Regions from separate parts of the Mus musculus genome. Here region 1 is linked to region 2. The links are chromatin contacts, called in public ChIA-PET maps. All regions are on one chromosome and are shown on one strand. Each heading gives the region's core, a stretch centred on a gene start, on an enhancer-like site or on the middle of the called end of the contact. The rest is flanking DNA. Distances are from core to core; before and after follow the strand shown. Region 1 holds the start of Ulbp1 (UL16 binding protein 1). Region 2 has its middle 34 kb from the start of Ulbp1.

Region 1 (5,153 bases), core at 843-3,342, 34 kb after region 2:
TGAATTCTGGAATTGAGTAGACAATACCACAGAAGAAATGGATACATTGGGCAAAGAAAACATTAAATCTAAAAAATTCCAGGTGCAGAAAAGTCATAACTGTTCCTGTTTTGAAAGAACTGCAGGGACAAAAATGGAGAAGAGCCTGAGGAAAAGGAGGTCAGGTGACAGGCCCAAATTGGATTCCTACTCAAGAGGAGGCTCCAAGGCCTGACACTATTACTGAAGCTATGGAGTGCACACAAAAAAGGGGCCTATCATGACTGCCATCTGAAAGACCCAAAAAGCAGCTGAAAGAGTCAGATGCAGATATTTACACCCAACAGAAGCTGCTGACCCCTGTGGTTAAATTAAGGAAAAGCTGGAAGAAGCCGAAGAGGAAGGGGGACCCTGTAAGAGGACCAGCAGTCTCAACTAACGTGGACCCCCTAAGATCTCTCAGACAATGTGTCACCAATCAGGCAGCATACACCAGCTGATATGAGGCTCCCAACACACATGCAGCCGAGGACTGCCAGGTCTGGACTCAGTCAGAGAAGGTGCACCTAACCCTGAAGAGATTGGAGGCCCCAGGGAGTGGGAAGTTGGGGGGGGGGGGATAAGTCTTGGAGACATTCTCCAGGAGGAGAAAGAAAACAGGGACAGGGTGTGGCAGGGGTGGGGGCTGGGGAAGGTGTGGGATCTGGAACAGTCAGAAGGTAGACCTGGAGGGGGATGAAATCCTGACTGTAAATAAAGATTAAATAAAGTTTAAAAAAAGATAGTATACAATTTTGAAGATTGTTATATAAATTAAGTGGAGCAATGAGACATGAATTCTTTAGTGCCTAATAAGTGTTTGGCAAATGAAGGCCATGATCATCATATTCTTTTGAAACTAAAATATATTTTCATCTTTGGAAAACTAAAATAATTTTTAAAAGGAAAGAAAGGAAGGAAGGAAGGAAGAGAAAGAAAGAGAGAGAAAAAGAGAGAAAAAAGAAAAGAAAAAAGGAAAGAAAAGAGGAGAAAAGAAAAGAAAGAAGAAAAAGAAAATCTGACCTACTAGTCATCAACTGAGTATCTGATGCAGAGGCACAGATAATATACTTCCCAATCTGAAATTATTCCTGTTTTACAGAAAAACAGACTTCTGTCTAAATGAGCCCCACTATCTGATCTGCCTCCAGGGGAAGGATTCTAGACAGGCCCAGGTGCAGTGGCAGAAGTGTCCATATGCCCAACTAAGGACCACTTAACCCTGTTGTCACCCCTTGAAGGAAGGAAAGGATTAAAGTCCTTTTCTGGGTGGAATAGTGAGTCAGGACAGGGAAGGGAGATGAGCTGGGTGGGTTCAGCATACACCAAGTGGTTGTAAATCTTGGTGTGGTGGCACAGGCCGTTAATTTTTATATTTGGCCACAAAATTCTAGTTCAAGGCTAGCCTGGGCTACAGAGTGAACTCTTTCAGCAAAAGTCCCAGACTTTGGGGGGAGGGGTGCGAATGTGTGGAGCGGCTGTTGGTTGCCTGTGCTATAATCTGATTAAGCAGTAGTTCAGAAGCAAAAGGACCAGAGAACTCCTGAAGAGAGAGGCAGGTTTGGTAAAGAGGGGAGGGGTGGGGAGAGGACTCCAAAGAACTTGGGACCTAGAGTATTTTCAAAAGAGTCTCTGGGCTGAGGAGGTCCTGTTCTCCACACTGTGTCCCTGGGATTCCTCTTAGGTTCAGGTCCCAGGAAGTCACTGACTAGCTCAAGACAGAGACAGCTGTGCTCCCCCACCACAACCCCCACCCAGGATTTGGAAATTCACAGGGTAGCCTTTAACCTGTGTTCCCTGCTCCTTCCCACTCCCATCACCCTTCTGCCCCCTAGAATCTCAGGAACTCACCTTCTATCCTTGGACACAGACAGACAGACAGCAGGCACAGCAGGGACAAGCAGCAGGAAAGGACCTTGTTACTGGCAGTCAGCTCCATAGCTGCTTCTCTAGACTCTGGCGGCCAAAGGCACGATTTTAACTGTCTGAAAGGGAGGGACGATCTTGATCACTTCCTGATAATGGTCCTGACCACAGAAAGTTTTTGAACCTTGGCTGGGGGATCAAGGCAATTCCTCCTCCCGATCTTGTCAAAAGCAACTTCTAGTGCCCCTTTCTCCAGATCCTTTCAGAGCAGCTCCGCAGCCCCTGCAGTCTGTCTCCAGTGCTTTGCGGGGTGGGGCAGGAAGGAACGCAGCTGCGCGGGGAACTAAGAAGGACTCGAAGTGCAGGAAGTGGAAAAAGAGCGGGAAGAAGTGCCAGGAACTGATTGGCTGGCAGGCTGACAGGTGGGTGGGGTGAGTGACGAGTGGGAGGGTGGGGTGGCAGGGCAAGGGAGTGCACTGCGCAGGCTGGGTAGGGTGATCTACAGAGCAAGCAGGAGCTCCAGGCTTCTAAATTCATTGTCTGCAGATTCCTCAGGGGCAAGGTCATCAGAAGCTGAGTAATCCCCAGCTGCAACCCTGGACAGAAACCAAAGAATGTGGGCACAGGAAGCTGTAAGCAGACTGATAGTAACCCTGGCTGTGGCTTAGATACGCATGCTTTTGTGGAGCCCCCAACACACATACACCCCAACACCTCTGATGCCTCCAGCTTCCTGCTGCCTACTAGGGATCCTTCCAGCACCTCTCTGGCTGTAGCTACCCATCTCCCCACCCCCACTTCCTCTCTCTTCCCATCTGCACGTCTTAAAAATGTTTTTAAAAGCCTAAGAACTTATGCCCCACACTGGAAATCACAGTTGTTTCTGTCTAGTCTGCAAGCTATGCTTTGCCACCCCAATGTTCTTGCGTTTTGAGCCCAGAGGTCAGCTTTGAGTGTCCACAGGTCTTTAGTTGCACCTACTTTGTTCAGTCAAGATCTCTAAAGTTAGGAGCTCCGGGATTCTAATAGACTGGCCAGCTTTCAAAATCTGTGGATGTTCCTGTGTCCAGGATTATAGGCACAAATCAACATTTCTGGAGTTCTTCCTGGGTCTATGGAAGATGAAATGTAAGTCCTCTCGAGTTTAAGGCTGGAGTTTCAAAATGAAAGTGAAAGAACTCAGTGGGGAAACCCCGGTGGGGAAACCCCCACTCAGCTCCCGATTCGGCGTGCACCCAAGAATCACGAATAGAACACAACACCTTGATGTAACAACAAGAGGTTTTTTAATGGCGGAGCTCCGGGTCGAAACGTATCTCACATAACAGGAGACAGTGGATTCGACCACGAGGCTTGGAAGCTAGGGGTTTTTATAGAAAAGGAGTGGGGCTGGGGGAGGAATTGGCGCGGTTTCACATGATTGGTCCATTTAAACATCAGCAGCCTGTAACATTTAACTTAGGTCAGAGGGGTGGGAGCTAGGGAGGCGATGGGCTTGCCCGGGCATGTCCTGGTCTGTTCTGCTATGTTCTCAGCCCCAGGTTTCAAAGCTCAGAAACAACTCTTTGGGCTATTTAACATACATTACATGAATTACAGTTTTATTTCCTTTCATTCCCCTCTTCTTCTGTTTAGACTAATTCTAATCATAGAATTTTAGAGATTGGTGTCCCCTAACTCTTCATCTACCTGAACTATAGGTTGATATTGCCTTTGAAGAACCATGAGTTTTACTGTATCAATTTTACTCTGGATGAAAGCCATTCCTCTATTTATTATACAAGGGCCGAAAACTAAAGCTAAGCATATCATAAGGATTGGTCCGGCTACAGCGGAAATTAAAGAAGTTATCCAAGATGGTCGTGATTCAAACCCCGACTCAAACCACCCCCGTTGAGCATCCCATTCCCGTTTCCTTCGCTCTAATCTTTCTCTCAGTTTCTGCATAGAGTCTCTAACTATTCCTGTATGATCTGCATAGAAGCAGCACTCTTCTTTAAGGGCAGCACACAGTCCTCCTTCCTTTAGGAACAACAAATCAAGACCTCTCCTGTTCTGTAAAACTACCTCAGACAGGGAGGTCAAAGATTTTTCTAAAGCGTCAATGGACTTCTCTATTGCCGCTAGGTCTTCATTGACAGCATCCCTCAAAGACTGAATTCCCTGTCTTCCTTCTATCAAAGCTGACACTCCCGTCCCCACTCCTACTGCCATACCTATTCCCATGAATGCAGCCAGGGTTAAAGTAATTGGTTCTCTTTTTGACCGCCGGCCAGCATAGCTTTCTTCTAAACTGGATGCAGGGTGATAATATACGCAGGGTAACAGCTGGATCATGACACAAAAATCATGAGATGAATTAAAAACCTTAGTTGATACACAGGGAGTAAGTCCTGTATTGCAAGCCCACCATCCAACCGGGGAAGGTACAAGATAGTAATTAGCTTCCGTTCTGGACACGGACTGAATTTGTCCACATAGGTGTTTGTGAGTGGAAGGTGGGGTACTTATACAGAGACCTGGATTCCTCGCGGATACTTCAGTCAGGGTCAGTTTTTGTCCTGTACCCCAAGAGCAGGAAGTATGGCTGCTGGTTCTGTTGAAATCTCCATTGAAGGCGATTCCTTCATAATAAGGCGGACCCAAGGACAGGCATAGCCAGCAGTCCTCAGTAGCGCTTGAATCAGTTCTGTTAAGGGCATAAAAGGCTCCTCTCACTAGGTTAAACATCCTCTGTCTTGAAGGAATCTCGGGGGTAATAGTTAGAGGTACCTGAGGAGTGGGAGGTTGGGTGATAGCGGCCATATTAAGGGGGTCCGCAATCACTGGAGTAGGCTGAGTAATTGTATGGGTGAGGGGTGTGAACTTGGTTGGGGGGCCTAAAGGATTGTAGGGGGTCTCTATTTTTAATCTGATGGTGAACAATAATCCCTCATCATATCTTTCCTTGTAAATCCTAAGACCCCAGGTATACCCTTTTGTCCATCCCAGAGCTCTCTTCCCTGGTTCAGTGAAGGTGACACGGAGCGGATGGCACCAGTCAGTACACTCGTCTAGGTCAAATCCTCCAGGTACATAAGACGCTAGGGAATAGTTGGCTGTTACTCTAATATAGTCCCAGCTCGAGGAGGGCTTCCAGCGGGCTGTACCTGAAGTCTCGCAACCCCAGCTCTTACAAAAGAAGTCAGCCTTACCTCCACACGTTGGATTGAGGGACTGACTTCGGTGGGGCCCGGGGCAGACATAGAAGGGATGGGTTCGAAGCATAC
Region 2 (4,719 bases), core at 847-3,346:
TTTAGTGGAAAATAGACAGCATTTTCAATAAATGGTGCTGGCTCAACTGGTGGTCAGCATGTAGAAGAATGTAAACCGATCCATTCTTATGTCCTTGTACAAAGCTCAAGTCCAAGTGGATCAAGGATCTCCACATAAAACCAAATACACTGAAACTAATATAAGTGAAAGTAGAGGGTAGCCTTGAGCACATGGGCACAGGGAAATTTTTCCTGAACAGAACACCAATAGCTTATGCTCTAAGGTCAAAGTCAGTTTTTCAAATAGAATGCTTATTCAGCATCAAACCCTCCAAGCCCTTAAGGTCTCAAGTGAAGGGCCTATTATTTGACCTCAGGTAATACAACCAGCAAGTACCTGACTTTTTCCTACACACTACAGGGAATACTCTAGACTTTGTTAGATTTTACATTAGTTGTCTTACACACAGTCTCAATCCTGGAAGGCATTTTTTGGTGTGAAGACACAGGCCTTGGTGATACATGATCTGAGTCTCACAGAGGTCATTACCTTTTGGGTAATTCCATATTAGACAATATGCTCAAATAACTGCCTTCACCAAGATTCTGCAGAAAGGGCAGGGATGAATATGTTGGTGATCTGTGTCATGCAGCTGTTTGATGGGAAAGTCACCAAAACAATTGGTTTTATTATGGCATCTTCATGTATGTGTAAGATATAAATCAGTCATATCAACCCTTGTATCAGTCTCTCTTTCCATTCTTTCTACATGTCTTTCTTTAAGGTGCTCCCCCCTCTCTATCATGTGTGTGTGTGTGTGTGTGTGTGTGTGTGTGTGTGTGTGTGTGTGTGTTACAGGCCTGATCTTGCGGAGATATCAAGCAAATTCTCAGAGCTGCTGAGAGTTCAGCAGTGCAACGATGAGCTTATGGCTGGAGAACAGGATTTCCCATCATTCCATCCAGTCTTGCTCTCACATCCTTTTCTTCTCCTCTGATGACACATTTCCTGACTCTTGGATGGAGTGATATACATGTTTCATTTGGGAAATGTGTTTCCCATGCTTTTAGATCATCCCCATGAGGCAAACCATTGGTGTCCTAGTTGGGAAACTCTCTTCTTGCCTTCCTCCTTTTCCTCTGTTGTTTGTGGTGGTTCTTGTCCATGCACAGCTGAAGATTTCTGTCTCAGGAGACTTGGTAGGGAGATCCAATGCCCTCCAGGTTTGAGTCTGCACCACCGGTATTTGTCAGCTAGTATCACAGTATAAGCTCATGAATGACTCTCAGACTTTTTTGCACTGCTTATGTGCTAATGACTTTTTCATATGTGTCCTCTACTGGTGAAGGGAGAGCTACACTCATTTCCAGGAACCTGAATGTACTGTGAGAATCTCCTCATTCTCTCTCTCACTTCTCTAGGAAACCCTTCCTAGAAGACTTCCCCTCAATGATCTTTAGACCCAGCTGACAGCATCCATTGTCCAAGCAAAGCAGTTTTACTTTACTTGTTCTCATCTCTTGTAAATCACAACCCATTCTTCTGCACTAGCTGGGCAGATACCACAGACTCTTTGTATCAATGGCATAGTAAAGACTTTGCTTCCCTCGAAAACTTCACAAGATGCCTCTACCATCTGCACTGATCTAAAAAATCTTCTCTTCCAAGCTATTCCAGAAGAGCTCACTGAGCTCTCAACACTCAGTGACCTTTCTAGCCCAAAGTCTCAAAGTTCTTCCACAATCCTGTCCACAGTACATCATCAGGTCTGTGACAGCAATACCCTACAATTCTGTACCAATTTCTGTACTAGTTTGGGTTACTATTGTTGTGATGAAACAATATGACCAAAATCAAATTGTGGATGAAAAGTGTGTGCTCACAAAGAAGACATGGTTTGTGAACAACAATGGAGACCGTAGATCTGACAACCTAATGGGCACTTTCAGGCTCAGTGTTGTATCTTGGGTAGGAGCAACTCTGCCTCTTGGCTACTGTGCTTTCTAATTCATCCAGGATGTACTCTCAAAAACTGGTGAGATTTGATGTTCAAGTTATTCTACAGGAAACACGTATTTCCTTTGTAACACCAGGGGCTTGCTGATGGCATTTCAGGTGTTTCCTGTAAGTTATACCTCTCTGGTCACAATTCAGGCAAGGATTCTGTGATACTTGCAGCTAGCCCTCATGGCTGTGTGACAGGATCCTCAAGTGTAAGAAAGCTACCCTTTGTTTCTCAGTAGATCCTCTTCTTTCCAGTCTCCCACCCTGTGATCTCCTCTTGATTTTGCTCTGTCCCCTCTCAGCCTCAGTCTACAGAGCCCTCTCATATGCTCCTTCCCCTGCCTAGATGTGGGCTTTCCTTCACCCTTACTGTAGAACATTGTATAGAAGAAACTGAGGGAACAATTAGAAGCTGCCTTCTCTCCAGCAAAGATTTCCTGCCAATAGTAGAGGAACTTGCTTTCTAACCCACACCACCAAAAGTGGCTTCATTTTTCCTTCCTTTACTTCACTGTGCCCCTCTCAAGGTTCTGTGTAAGCTCTGTGTCTGAGGTCTCCATCTTCTACCTTGTCCCTACTAAGGGTCTAGTCTGTTAAAAACTGATTATGGTATGTGGTCTTCTCATTTCCTATTACAGTGCTGAGAGATGCTTCCATGTGGATAAAAGGAGAAACCGTCCCTCCAAAGGGTAAGAAATCTTTATTCTGGAGGTAAATATTAAAGACCATGTCCAGTCTACAAGAATGAGCCCAAAGTTAGATAATCTACAAGTTTATGTGATAGCAGTTTTATTAACTTTTTATACTAAAGACACAAGGAAAGACACAAATCAATAATATTTCAAATACATCATTTGGTGTATACCACAGATAGGTTATATCAAGTCTTGGAAATCTTACCTCTGGTGCTCAGATGGTATTTGCTAAAATTTTAGCTTTTTAGATTGGGGGAATCCAGAGGGGCTGTTCACACTTTCTCAGATTGTATCTAATATTCATAATAATGTTAGGGCACCAACTATAGTAGGCAGTATAGTAGGCAGTACTAAGTGGGCTAAAGATGAACCAAGACAATATATCTTTGAGCCTGTGGTGTCCTAGCATCTCACATCTTTGAGGATCTACTCAGTCAATTGGCTTTTGTAGGTCTAGCTCTTTCTGTGAACTCCTGTTCACAGATACAATGCTTTTGTGTTATTTTGTGGCCTGGCTCAGCTCTATCCTGTGTCTTTGATTTGATTTATATGTTCTGTACCTGTAGATCAATGCTATGCACTAAGGTTTGCATAAGTCCTTTCCTGAAAGGCTTTAACTTAAATAGACTGATAAGTAAGAGAACAGACAAAGTTAGTGGAAATTTGTTTTAATTCATGAGATAAAAGCAAATGTAACACATTAGATTGTTTTAAATTTGGGAAGAAAAAGCAAATATCGGCATTATACAAACAATGTCGCTAGGTTATTGAAGCTAGGTGTCAAAAAGCCATAAACCAATAACAATGTTGATAATATTGTACATCTAAACCCATTTTGTAACATACAAAACATGATGAGGTTTCCTGTGTTCAGGACTTTAAACCTTCCAGGAAAAAAAGAAGCCTAAATTATGTCAGCAGTCTAGCAAAGGAAGGAAGCAGCCAAAAAGTGTGCTAATGGTTGTATGTAGGCAAAGCAATGAATTTCCGATGGAGAGAATATACTTCTTGGTAAGAAGGATTTGAATCATAAATTAATTTCACCCTAAATGATTGCTAAAAGACAGTGAAACTCAAAATACCTCAGACATTTTGCCACTTAAATTAAAATGGTATAGGATAAAAAACATATAGCTATTTAATTACATGTATGATCAGTAAGTTCTTCTGAGTTTGTCACAACTTTAACTTATTAACAATGCAATCTTATATTAGTCAAGATTGAATTGAAATCTGTTTTTTTTCTACATTTCCTCATCATAAGTCCCTAATCTTTTGATCTTGTGACACAAAGTGATCTTCTAACTCGTGCTTGAAAACCATACAATTCAATTACCTAAAAATACTTGCAAAACTGCCTTATAATATTTTATGGAAGACACTGAATTTGATTTGGCCACATACATATGTATCCTGGGCTGGTCACTCATGAAGGTATGTAGAAGATTAAAACCACCCTTTGTTCTTCACGTCTGGTGTAACTTACTCTCTGAGTTTTCAATAGGTACTACTGGAGGCCTAAAGCAATGAGAATCAAGGGCTGGGATGACAGCCAGGATTTTCACCTTTACCTCCAGGTTGGCAGTGTTCCAGTGTAGAAGAGAGTGGAATAGCTCTAAAAGGATATGACAGCTTCAGAGAGGACGTGGAGACCCCAGAGTTTGAGCTTTGGGTCATTTCACAGAGAAATTCCCTTGTCCAGAAGATGGTGAGTGGAGGAAAACCAAAGACAAGGGGCCTGTAAAATTTTCCAACAGCCCTGAAAGTGACCACTAAGGAGATACAACTGTCAACAACACAAGGAAGCAGGTGGCCAGCCACATAGTCTTAAATACCCACCCAAAAATATAGCTACAAATAATATGAAATTACAAATCTATCAGTTGCCACCAGGATTCTCATCAGGACCCAGTTCAGCTCGAGAACTTAAGTTGTTAAATCCTCTACATCCTAACAAAGCCATTTTATGCTCCTGAGCATTCCTTACTCTATGTCATCCACCCTTTGAAGAAATTAATCCTCATTTATGATCCTAGTAATCTCAACTCCACATCTATCA

Evidence for each region. ChIA-PET counts read pairs in DNA pulled down with a chosen protein or histone mark.
Region 1: an RNA polymerase II ChIA-PET map of memory CD8 T cells shows a contact between it and region 2, with 38 read pairs. The contact joins the promoter of Ulbp1 here to the enhancer-like site in region 2. A contact is called at or near these places in 1 of 15 datasets of contacts at CTCF or cohesin (the NIH/3T3 cell line), 2 of 115 datasets of contacts at active chromatin or transcription factors (bone marrow-derived macrophages and memory CD8 T cells) and 1 of 9 other capture datasets (adipose tissue).

The regions. Positions count from the first base shown.
Region 1 is chr10:7,471,385-7,476,537 of GRCm38.p6, forward strand. Ulbp1 (UL16 binding protein 1) reads right to left here and starts at 2,093. Exons shown (of 6, transcript NM_029975.2): 1 at 1,870-2,093. The coding sequence starts at 1,957.
Region 2 is chr10:7,437,050-7,441,768 of GRCm38.p6, forward strand. No RefSeq gene overlaps it. Among named protein-coding and RNA genes, the nearest start is that of Ulbp1, 34 kb to the right of the region's middle. Within about 2 kb of position 2,097, at least 18 of the 459 cell types and tissues checked have an H3K27ac peak or open chromatin away from gene starts, as enhancers often do. A contact at or near this core is called in memory CD8 T cells, where this site is marked.